Regions from separate parts of the Sus scrofa genome. Here all the other regions are linked to region 2. A link is a contact called in public Hi-C and promoter capture Hi-C data. All regions are on one chromosome and are shown on one strand. Each heading gives the region's core, a stretch centred on a gene start, on an enhancer-like site or on the middle of the called end of the contact. The rest is flanking DNA. Distances are from core to core; before and after follow the strand shown. Region 1 overlaps CAMK2G (calcium/calmodulin dependent protein kinase II gamma). Region 2 holds the start of LOC102160869 (atherin-like). Region 3 holds the start of LOC106506035 (undifferentiated embryonic cell transcription factor 1-like).

The links. Promoter capture Hi-C pulls out the DNA fragments that hold promoters and counts their contacts. Hi-C and Micro-C count contacts between places; a contact is called where the count stands out from the background.
Region 1: a Hi-C map of heart right ventricle shows a contact between it and region 2, with 2.3 times the contacts expected there. The contact joins the enhancer-like site here to the promoter of LOC102160869 in region 2. A contact is called at or near these places in 1 of 5 promoter capture datasets (liver), 1 of 47 Hi-C or Micro-C datasets (heart right ventricle) and 1 of 2 datasets of contacts at active chromatin or transcription factors (alveolar macrophages).
Region 3: a promoter capture Hi-C map of fetal liver shows a contact between it and region 2, with 2.9 times the contacts expected there. The contact joins the promoter of LOC106506035 here to the promoter of LOC102160869 in region 2. A contact is called at or near these places in 1 of 5 promoter capture datasets (fetal liver), 1 of 47 Hi-C or Micro-C datasets (embryonic fibroblasts) and 1 of 2 datasets of contacts at active chromatin or transcription factors (alveolar macrophages).

The regions. Positions count from the first base shown.
Region 1 is chr14:76,567,107-76,570,122 of Sscrofa11.1, forward strand. CAMK2G (calcium/calmodulin dependent protein kinase II gamma) reads right to left here. Exons shown (of 21, transcript NM_214193.1): 6 at 1,538-1,610; 7 at 1,290-1,392; 8 at 776-859; 9 at 246-340. Among named protein-coding and RNA genes, the nearest start is that of CAMK2G, 24 kb to the right of the region's middle. Within about 2 kb of position 1,460, at least 24 of the 83 cell types and tissues checked have an H3K27ac peak or open chromatin away from gene starts, as enhancers often do. A contact at or near this core is called in alveolar macrophages and liver, where this site is marked.
Region 2 is chr14:76,698,448-76,701,669 of Sscrofa11.1, forward strand. It overlaps LOC102160869 (atherin-like), which reads right to left and starts at 1,700. Exons shown (of 3, transcript XM_013983354.2): 1 at 1,337-1,700. The coding sequence starts at 1,676. It overlaps VCL (vinculin), which reads left to right and starts at 1,840. Exons shown (of 21, transcript NM_213934.1): 1 at 1,840-2,007. The coding sequence starts at 1,840.
Region 3 is chr14:76,534,492-76,537,733 of Sscrofa11.1, forward strand. LOC106506035 (undifferentiated embryonic cell transcription factor 1-like) reads right to left here and starts at 1,838. Exons shown (of 7, transcript XM_013983327.1): 1 at 1,793-1,838; 2 at 1,586-1,646; 3 at 924-959; 4 at 1-363. The coding sequence starts at 1,838. It overlaps CAMK2G (calcium/calmodulin dependent protein kinase II gamma), which reads right to left. Exons shown (of 21, transcript NM_214193.1): 20 at 3,207-3,242; 21 at 2,390-2,613. The coding sequence ends at 3,219. It overlaps NDST2 (bifunctional heparan sulfate N-deacetylase/N-sulfotransferase 2), which reads right to left and starts at 204. Exons shown (of 16, transcript XM_005671114.3): 1 at 1-204.

The sequences.
Region 1 (3,016 bases), core at 210-2,709, 130 kb before region 2:
CCTGGCCCAGCAGAGTGGGTTAGGGATCCAATGCTGCTGCAGCTGTGGGGTAGGTCACAACTGCAGCTCGATCCGATCCCTGGCCCAGGAACTCCATATGCCGCAGGGCGGCAAAAAACAAAAACAAAAACCAAAAGAAAACCACAAAGGAGACCTATATGCCCATCCCTGGGTCCTCAAAGTCCCCTGACACTCCCTGTACCCTATGGACAGAGTCAGAGGAGCGGGAACAAACTGGTCCTTACGTCATAGGCTCCAGCCTTGATCTGTTGATACAGCTTATGCTGATCCTCATCCCAAAAGGGAGGGTAGCCCACCAGGAGGATATACAGGATGACCCCTATAAGACAGAACACAGGTCACTGCGGTCGATCACCAGCTTTGCTGAGGAACTAAAAAAAGCCACACAGGGCTCAGAGCCACCCAGAAAGTCAAGGGCCATACCAGAGGGAGAAGTGGATGCCAGTCAATAATGCTGGGCCACCAGCACCCCCTGCTATGTACTTCATTCCCCATGTCACAAAGCCACATTAGGGATTTCTTTAGGCACAACCCACCCTCTCAGGCACGGGCAAATCCCTCTTCAAGAAGAATGCAACACCATCTAGGAAGCACTTGGGAAGGAGGGTATCCCGGGGCACTAGAGCAAACACCGTAGTTTCACATCCACCAGACACTCCTGGGACCCGCAAGGAAGAGCAATGCCTCTTTCTTGCCATCGCTGGAAGACGAGGGCTCTTAACACCAAAAAGCTGAGCATGTGGAATGGGCTTACCGCAGGCCCAGATATCCACAGGTTTTCCATAGGGATCTTTCCTCAAGACCTCAGGGGACAAGTAACCTGGGGTGCCAGCAAAACCTGTAGCGGAAGAGAGAGCGGAGGCACACTGAACCCACTTTCTCTCTCATTAAATCCACGTCAGTGATTTCCCCCAAGTCCTTTCTCACTTCTGCTGCTTTTGCTACATAAGCTCTCGGTCTGTGGGTAGCAGGAGATGACAGGCCGGGCTTCTTGCAGTGCCCAGAATCTAAATCAGAGGGCAAGTCTCCGTGTGTCTACCAGCAACTCCCATCCTCCCCAGAGGCAGCAAGAACGCAGTGCTGACAGCAGCTAGATTCACTGTACTGAGTCACGTAGGGCCAGGGGGGGCTCTGCACCCTCCCCTCCTCCAGTCTCTGGGGAGGCCAGGACCATTAAGGGTCTGGCTTCTAGTTCTCAAAGAGGAAGGCAGATCAGGAAGAGGAGGAAGGGCGGGGGCCGCATTCCAGGAAGACAGGGTCACTCTTACCAAACCAAGCCTGTTGCTCTCCCTGTACTTCGATGGCTAGGCCAAAATCAGCTAGCTTGACGGCGGCACCCTTGCATTTACTCGCCAGCAGCAGGTTCTCAGGCTGTATAAGGAAGAGAGAGAACCCTGTGAGGCACCCACGCCGCAGCCCATAGGGAGCCTAATTTGGGCCCCGGCAATACTACCGCCTGGCACCAGGTGGCGCCAAGGCTTCACAAGCAAGAGGCAAAAGGGAACCTGGGTCGTACCTTCAGGTCCCGGTGGACGATGTCATGCTGGTGGATGTGGTTAACACTCTCCAGAATCTGATGTATACAGTGGCTGGAAAAGAAGAGGAAAGGACAGTGCAAGGTGAAACCATCCTTGACCACATGCTGTGGACCAAAGCACTGAACTCTAGGTCACAGATTCACAGAGAATCACTGAATGAGAAACTAGAACCTTGGACTTTGGATACCATCTGTTCAAACTATTTTACAGAAGAAGAAACCAAGGCCCAAGCTGATTAAGTGGTTTGTCCAGGGTCTCCTACTAGATAATAGCAGTGGATAGCCTAGAAGAGGGTTCAGCATGCCTCCTTAGAATGTAAAGGCCCAACATATCATTTGTTTCCAAGAAACTGGGGGACACCTCAGGCTACTGAGAAAGAGACCATCCAACCCCTTCCTTCTTTCTCTTTGACCTTCTCTGTTCTTAGAGAAGAGGCCTGTGGTAGCACCTTAGGAAGGACAGTCCAACTAAGCCTAATTGTTTTGGGGGTGGGTATAAAAATCATTTATTTAAGCATTTATCAGGTACCTATAGGCTTTGTGCTGGGGACATCAGCTATAAAAATGACCCAGTGTCTGGCCTAAAGCTTACCATCCAGCAGGGGAGATAAAATGAGGACACAGGTCCTATCAATAGTCAATGTACTTAAGGGGGTTCCAACAGGCACCTGAGGAACATTTCTGATAACAATTTTGCAAACAAAAGGATAAATTAACCTAAAGTCACATTTAGCTGCTGATTCTTCCTTTTTTTTTTTTTTTTGGTCTTTTTAGGGCTACGCCCACAGCATATGGAAGTTTCCAGGCTAGGGGTCAAATTGGAGCTGTAGCTGCCGGCCTATGCCAAAGCCACAGCCACGCAGGATCCGGGCTGCATCTGCAACCTACACCACAGCTCACGGCAATGCCAGATCCTTAACCCACTGAGCGAGGCCAGGGAGCGAACCTGCATCCTCATGGATGCTAGTCAGATTCATTTCCACTGAGCCACAACGGGAACTCCCTAGCTGCTGATTCTTCAATCAGGCTGTCCACCTTCCAAACCATCCTGTCACACTTGCAGGCAAACTCCTGGAGGGGTGTGCTGGCAGTCTAGAATACTAGTGAGAACTAGGGGACAATTCTGGCCCCCAGGGCAATTCGGGTAATGCCTGGAGACACTGCTGGTTATCACTACTGAGAGGAAGGGTGCAACCGGTATCAAGCAGGTAGAGGCCAGGGATGCTTCTAAACCTACAATGCACAGGTGGGACACTCACAACAAAAATTTATCTGGCCCCAAGTGTAAGTAGTGCTGAGACTGAGGAGCCTCGGCCTGAGGAACAGAGCCGGTTCTACCAAGTGTGTGGAGTGGGTGCTGGGCTGGTGACCTGGACTTATTACTCCTTCTCTCTAAAATCTGATGCTAGGGCTTCCACAAGAGCCAAGAGGTCTTGCTGGGCTCCTAAAGGCTGAGGT
Region 2 (3,222 bases), core at 450-2,949:
CCCAGGGAGTGTGACACTAAATAGCAAATAAAAAATACCGTGACTGGTTGAGAGAGATACCACCAAAGAAAGGAACAAGCTTTGCATTTTAGTATCTTTAACAACACTTTTTCCTCCTTTTAGATCTACATTTTTACTTTGCACTGGTTCCGCAAATCGAGTTGGTGGTTCTATATGCAATCTTAGAAATTACAAAATGCCAAATTCTAAGTTTCCTAGAACTTAGAAAATAACAACTAAATGTTAAATTAAGATAGAGAGAGAAAGCAATCCATTGTCTATGAGGACATTGAAAGCAATAAAGAAAAAGTGGAGGTATTAGAAGGAAAAGTGCAGGATTTGGTAACTCACACAGCAGAACCAAGGATGTATATTAACTGAGAAAACAAAACAAAACAACCAAAACAACAACAACAAAAATAACTGCTAAAGTTGCACAGGGCAAGACACAGTTTAGTCTCTTGTAAAACATAGGCCCTTGAGAAATACGTTCATTTGACTTGCACATCTTCTGCTTGGAGGTATTAGTGAAAGTGTTTTGTCTTAGAATGGAGAAGCTTAGGCAAAAGAAATTTTGAGGTGAGGAAGACATTTAAAAGATGTCTTCTACAAAGCACACTGAGAGGATTAGGCAATTTGGTCTTATCAAAATGTAAAATGTACATTTCTGCATTTTTACTCATTTTTAGTCCTAGATAAATATACATACACACAATACATAGGCAAGTACTGTGATGTTCAAGCAGAATTGTTGTTGTTGTTGTTTTGGCCCTGCTGTGGCATGTGGAACTTCCTAGGTCAGGGATCAACCTGGGCCAGAGCTGTTACCAGAGCCATAGCAGTAACAACGGTGGGTCTTTAACCTGTTGAGCCACAGGGGAATTCCCAGAATTGTCTTTTAATAGCAAAAAACAGAATCCAACTTAAATGTCCATTACTAGGAAATTATTCAATTCCATACAATGGAATACCATGCAGTCATTAAAAAGAATGAGGTAGACCTAGACCTACATTTACCAACAGTGAGATGATCAGGGTATTCCAAGGGGGAAAAATATCAAGTTCCAGGAAAATGTTTAATCTTACTTACTTAGAAAAAAATATACGTGCACAACAAAGTGAGCAGACAAAGGTCTCGAAGCTTGCGCACCAAACTGTTAACAGTGAGTATTCTGAGGACACAGAGGGTGGAGTGTGTGTGAATGAATGGGATGCTCCTGTTTCTCTATGCACTTCTGTTTTTTGACTATATTACAGAGAGGAAATGGAAAGAGTATTTTCAGGGCATCGTTTCAAGGGAAAAGTTGGGCAGCAGGCAGGGAGAACTATAGCTCACCAGTCTTGTCAGATTCCAGCGCCGCGGGAGGTAAGGAGAACCCGCCCAGCTGAGGTGATTCTGCAGAGGGGCGGCGCTCCGCAGAGACGAGGCGGGAGGCCGCCCCGGGGGGCGGGGCCCCGACTCCAGCCTCACGTTCCGTTCCCACCATGCCCTTATAAGGAGCGCCCGGCGTTAGGGCTCGGGAATCCGGTCGCAATCCCTTAGGCGCAGCCCCAATCCCAGGCCCCTCCCTTGGGAATGGGGGCGGGGCGGGGTCTTGGCGGCGCGGTTGTGGGGGCGGGGCATATCTAAGCAGGACCAATAGGAATGGTGGCTCCGATCTGAACGGCGCTGCCATTGGGCGCGGCGACGCGAGGGGGTGGGGCGCCCGCGAGGCTGGTTACGCCGAGGGAAGCCCGGACTCCGTAGTCGCTGCTCGGAGTCCCTCTCTTCGCGGGTTCCCCTCTCTGCCGTTCTCAGTTCTCTGTAGCCCGCGGTTCGCCGCCCCGCTAGCCGCCGCGATGCCGGTGTTTCATACGCGCACGATCGAGAGCATCCTGGAGCCGGTGGCGCAGCAGATCTCGCACCTGGTGATCATGCACGAGGAAGGCGAGGTGGACGGCAAAGCCATCCCTGACCTCACCGCGCCTGTGGCCGCCGTGCAGGCGGCGGTCAGCAACCTCGTCCGGGTGAGCGCGCCAGGCCTGGGATGGGGAACGGGGGCGGGAGACGTCCCAGGGGTCCCGGCCCGCCTCGCGGCTCCCCTGTGCTGCCTGCGGCTTTGCGCGTGGGCTCTGGAGCCAGACCGCCTCCGGTTTGAATCCTGACTCCCCCGCGCTGTGACCTTGAGCAAGACCCCGAGTCTCTCTGAGCTTCAGTTTTGTCATCTATGAAATGGGGGCAGTCGTAATAATGCCTGCCTTGCGGGTTTGTTGTGAAGATTCCGCGAGGTTTTTGTAAAGTGCCTAGCGCGGTGTTATGATCTATAGTAAGCGCTCAATAAATGATAGGTGTTAGGAGTCTGATAGCCCCTTTCTCTCAGTAGTCTGTCGCCCCACCGGTTGACACTCTTGCTCACAGCTCCTTTTTAGGCCTCCCGAGCCTCTGGGCTGGCGGGCTTCTCCACCGATTCTCTGCCTTTCCTTCCAGAGATTATTAGAGCCACGTTGTTCTCCTTCCTGATACTTGCCCCTCGCCTTAAAACCTGCCTCACCCACCACCCCTCCCCAGAGCTCCCCGCGTCCGGCGCTTTTGTCCACTTGTCTTACTGGCCACTCGTCTCCGTCTCCTCCCTCCCTGGGCATTCTACTTCTGCTCACACCTCTGGCCCTCACAAACGCCGGGTTATGTCTTTATGCAGAAATTCATAACCCTTTCCCCCTTTCGCTTAACCCTGCTGCCTTTCATTCCCCGTCCCCTCCCGCTCCCGTGGAGATTTCCACCTGGTTTTACCTGCTGTCAAACGGCGTCCTCCCACGGGAGCCTTTCCAGATCGGGGGCCCTTCTTGTCGGCCCCTCCTCCTGACAGGAAGCAAGATGGAGCTGCTGGGAGAGGCCTTTGGAATCTGGGATCTGCGGCCCCTGCCGGAGAAAAGGCCGGGGCGTCTCCTCCCAGATCCACAACTTTCCTAGGTGGCTAAGTGGCCCTGCAAGACCCCTGTAGCCCGCAGCTGTGACTAATAACTGAGGTGATTCCTGGAGGAGGCGGAGCCCACTTCTGAAATGGAAGAAGAGGTGCTGTGTGACCAGTCTCCTAACACTCCGATGGCTAATATCACACTTTTCTTTCCCACCCTGGGTGGGTGACTCAGACAGCTGCTGCCTGTGAGGAACAACTTTGGAAAAAGTTCATACTGCTCCCCCACTGAGCTTTGTGGAGTGCCTGTCAGGGTAGTTAGGAGGCT
Region 3 (3,242 bases), core at 588-3,087, 160 kb before region 2:
GCCCAACCACCGCTCCCACCGGGGGGGAGGCGGCGCGCTGCCGCTAGCGGCCCCGTTCGGGTCCCTGCCGCCTCCGGGCCTGGCAGCCGCGCGGCCGAGGTGCGGGGCCGCCGAACGGTGTTCCGCAGCGCTCGGCCGAGCCGCCGCCTTAGATACAGCAGGCTCTGCGCGCCGCCGGCAGAGGCACCCCCCTCCTCCCTGCGCGGTGGCACAGTCTGGCGAGCGTCGGGCGCCGCGTCTCTGGGTGCAGGGGCGGGCCGAGGGTGCGGGTTCTTCCACTCCGCCCGGCTGAGGGGGGGAGCCGGGCCGGCCCACTGAGGGACGGGGCGGGGGGGCGGGGTCGGTCCTGGATGCCGGCGGGGCCTGGGGGCGGGGCGAGACCCGGAGCTCAGTCCCTAAGGGCCCAAGTTCTTCCCTCCACCCCAAACTCGCTTCAGCGGCTGGGGGGACTGATTGGAGGCTGATGAATTTATGAGGAAGATTAATTCTTAAATGGGCACAAAAGGAGTGGGAGAAAGTACATCTCTCCACCTGAAACCTTGTAACCCAGGCTGCTAAAATCTAAGCCTCTGGCCTTAAGCCTCCAACAGCAGTAACACCATGGACTGTTTAAAGGTTATTTTATTAAATATCTTCAGTTCAAGGTTTCATTGTAACAAAGCTATGAAGGGTCTACCAACATTCAGAACAAACACTATTTTTAAATTATTTCTATGTCGTCATGCAAAAATTCTGCATCAAATGCCTTCCATTTCCTGTTTAAAAGGTGTTTTTTTTTTTTAATAGTCTATTGTCTATAGATGCTGACATTAGCCCCAGAAGAGGAGTAAGAATGCTTAAGAAGTGGGGCTGGAGCAGCCATATGAAGCTATGGGTCTTAATGAACTCTAAGACCATTTGTCTTCAAGCCAGCAAAACCAAACCCTGTGGTGAAGGTGTCTGCGTGCTGGTACTGCAGGCTGCAGGGCAGTAAGGGGCCCAGGGGCTGGGGCATGCAGGAGGTGCTCCGAGGAGCCTGGCTAAATCCAAGCACCAGCACCTATAAGTCTGCTCTCTTCTCAGCTGGCTCCAAGGTAAACCTGTAGCTTTGCCTCTTCCCCCAGCTCCTGTGCTTCCTTAAGGCAGTCCGGGGAGCTAGGGTCTACCCATCTTTTCCCCCAATAGTGCAGACAGGTCTGCACAGTTGTTTTGGGGGGAACCAAGGCCATGACCAATTGCTCCTCCATTATCTTCTCTGCTGTCTGCTTAAAGCATAAATTTTTCCCTCCTGGAATGGAACTCCTTGAGCACAGAGAGGGACAATGAATGTAGGAGCCTTGGCTCTGGACATCTCTTTTGGGTACATGCAGGTGAGGGTGGGGGTGATGCCCATGCAGACTGTCCAGCAATAAGTCTGTACTTCAGGTGGTCAGTAAAGAGACGCCTCTTTAAAGAGGACACCTCCTCTTCTTGCCAGAGTAGTCAGGTCAATCTCAAAGACAGGAAAAGAGATGGGCGTGCAGGACGGGAAGAGTAAGGAGGGAGGCACCCCTGAGGGCAGCCTGAATGCATAGAAACAACCATCAACTCAATCCCACTGCCTTACTCCTCCCATCCCACTTGGCAGAGGGCCCAGGCCCAGATGAGGGTCGGCACAGGGACCACCACTGTGAAAAGGCAAGACAAAGATGGTCCGAATCAGCACAGAAACAGAACTGCCAAGGGCAGCAGCGGGAGCCGAGACCAAGGCCTGGCTCTCTCCTTGCTAAGTTATAAGAAAACAAACACGAAGCAAAGCGGCAACCCCTCCCACTTCCCAGCTGCAAGGATTGGGCCTCTATATCAGGGCCCACGTGCATTGTGCATCCTATAGAAATGGATGAGTAAGTGAGTGCATGTCAGACTAACACGAGGTTTCTCATCAGCTTCGTAGCGGACACACTTCTGCAGCACCAATTCTCTTCCCTTCTACACTACATGGTACAGTACAGCAACGTCCGGGCCACTGCTTCTCAGTCCTGAGGCCACTGCTTTTCAGCTGCCTCCACAGCAGGCTGGGAGCTCTGAGTTCTCTCCCAAGTAGGTCTGATGGCCACGATGTTCTTCTCATCAGCCTCATTCTAGGTGCGTATACAAATTCTGAAGAAGTCCATTCCTAGACCTGGGGCGGGCAGGCCACCTCAGGGGCTGCAATCACATCACAGCCCCCAAAGCTCTGTCAGTCTTTGCCTGGCCCCCCGAGTCCATGGAGGCCAGAGGTTGAGCTCACCTCTTCAGGGCTGGTGGGTGAGCCCAGTGCTTGTGCCAGGATGGGCATCACACAAACTCCTGCCTTCTTGCTAGTCCAAGGGCTATCGGTGGTTTTAAAACGCATCATGGTATGGATCCCATTTTTTTTTAAAACAATCTTTTTTTTTTTTTTTTTTTTCCTTAAATGTAAAAAACACCTCGGTACAGCAGAGACAGACACGAAGGGCGGGCGGGAGGGCTGCATGCAGGGGCGTGCATTGGCTGCTGCCGCTTTGTAATTTAATTGTTTTAAACCTCAAACGAACAGAACTGCCACTGTCGCTCAGGCCCTCCAGAGCCACTGGCTGCGAAGGTTTGACCTCCGGCTGGGATCTCCTTATGCCCCTGTCAAGACGTGGTAACAGAACAGAGGACAATACAGACACAGATGAGTTCCCAAGACTTAAACACACGCCACACCTGGCTAAGTCTGCCTGAGAACCTGAGAAGGTGGAGAATGGGGGAGAGGCTAGTATTTACTTTCTTTCCTTTTTTTTTTGCCACACCTGTGGCCAGGGATTGAACCTACACCACAGCAATGACCTGAGCCGTAACCAACTGAGCCACCAGGGAACTCTGAAAGCTGGTATTTAAACATAACATTGTCTCATGATTGCTGTATCTTATTTAATTCTCACAGCAATGAAGGAGGGGGGCACCACTCCTTCCCTCTTTTGACACCCGAGGAAAGTGAGGCTTAGGAAGTAATCTGTCTGAGGTCACTGCATTTGGAGGCATGGGGTCAGACCCAAGTGTGTTTGATTTCAGAGTATAACTTATTATCCACCCCCCCCCACACACACACACACACTCTGTCCACAGCCTTTGCTACTTTTCTGGGATGGCCCATATATCCTCCCCAGGTGCTTCCTCTCACCCTCTTCTTCCTTCCCTGCCCCCACTTGTCCCAGCGCCCTGTGCCCCCCAACCAGGTGCACCTGTGGCTGAGCTCACTGCAGCGGTGCGGCAGGGGC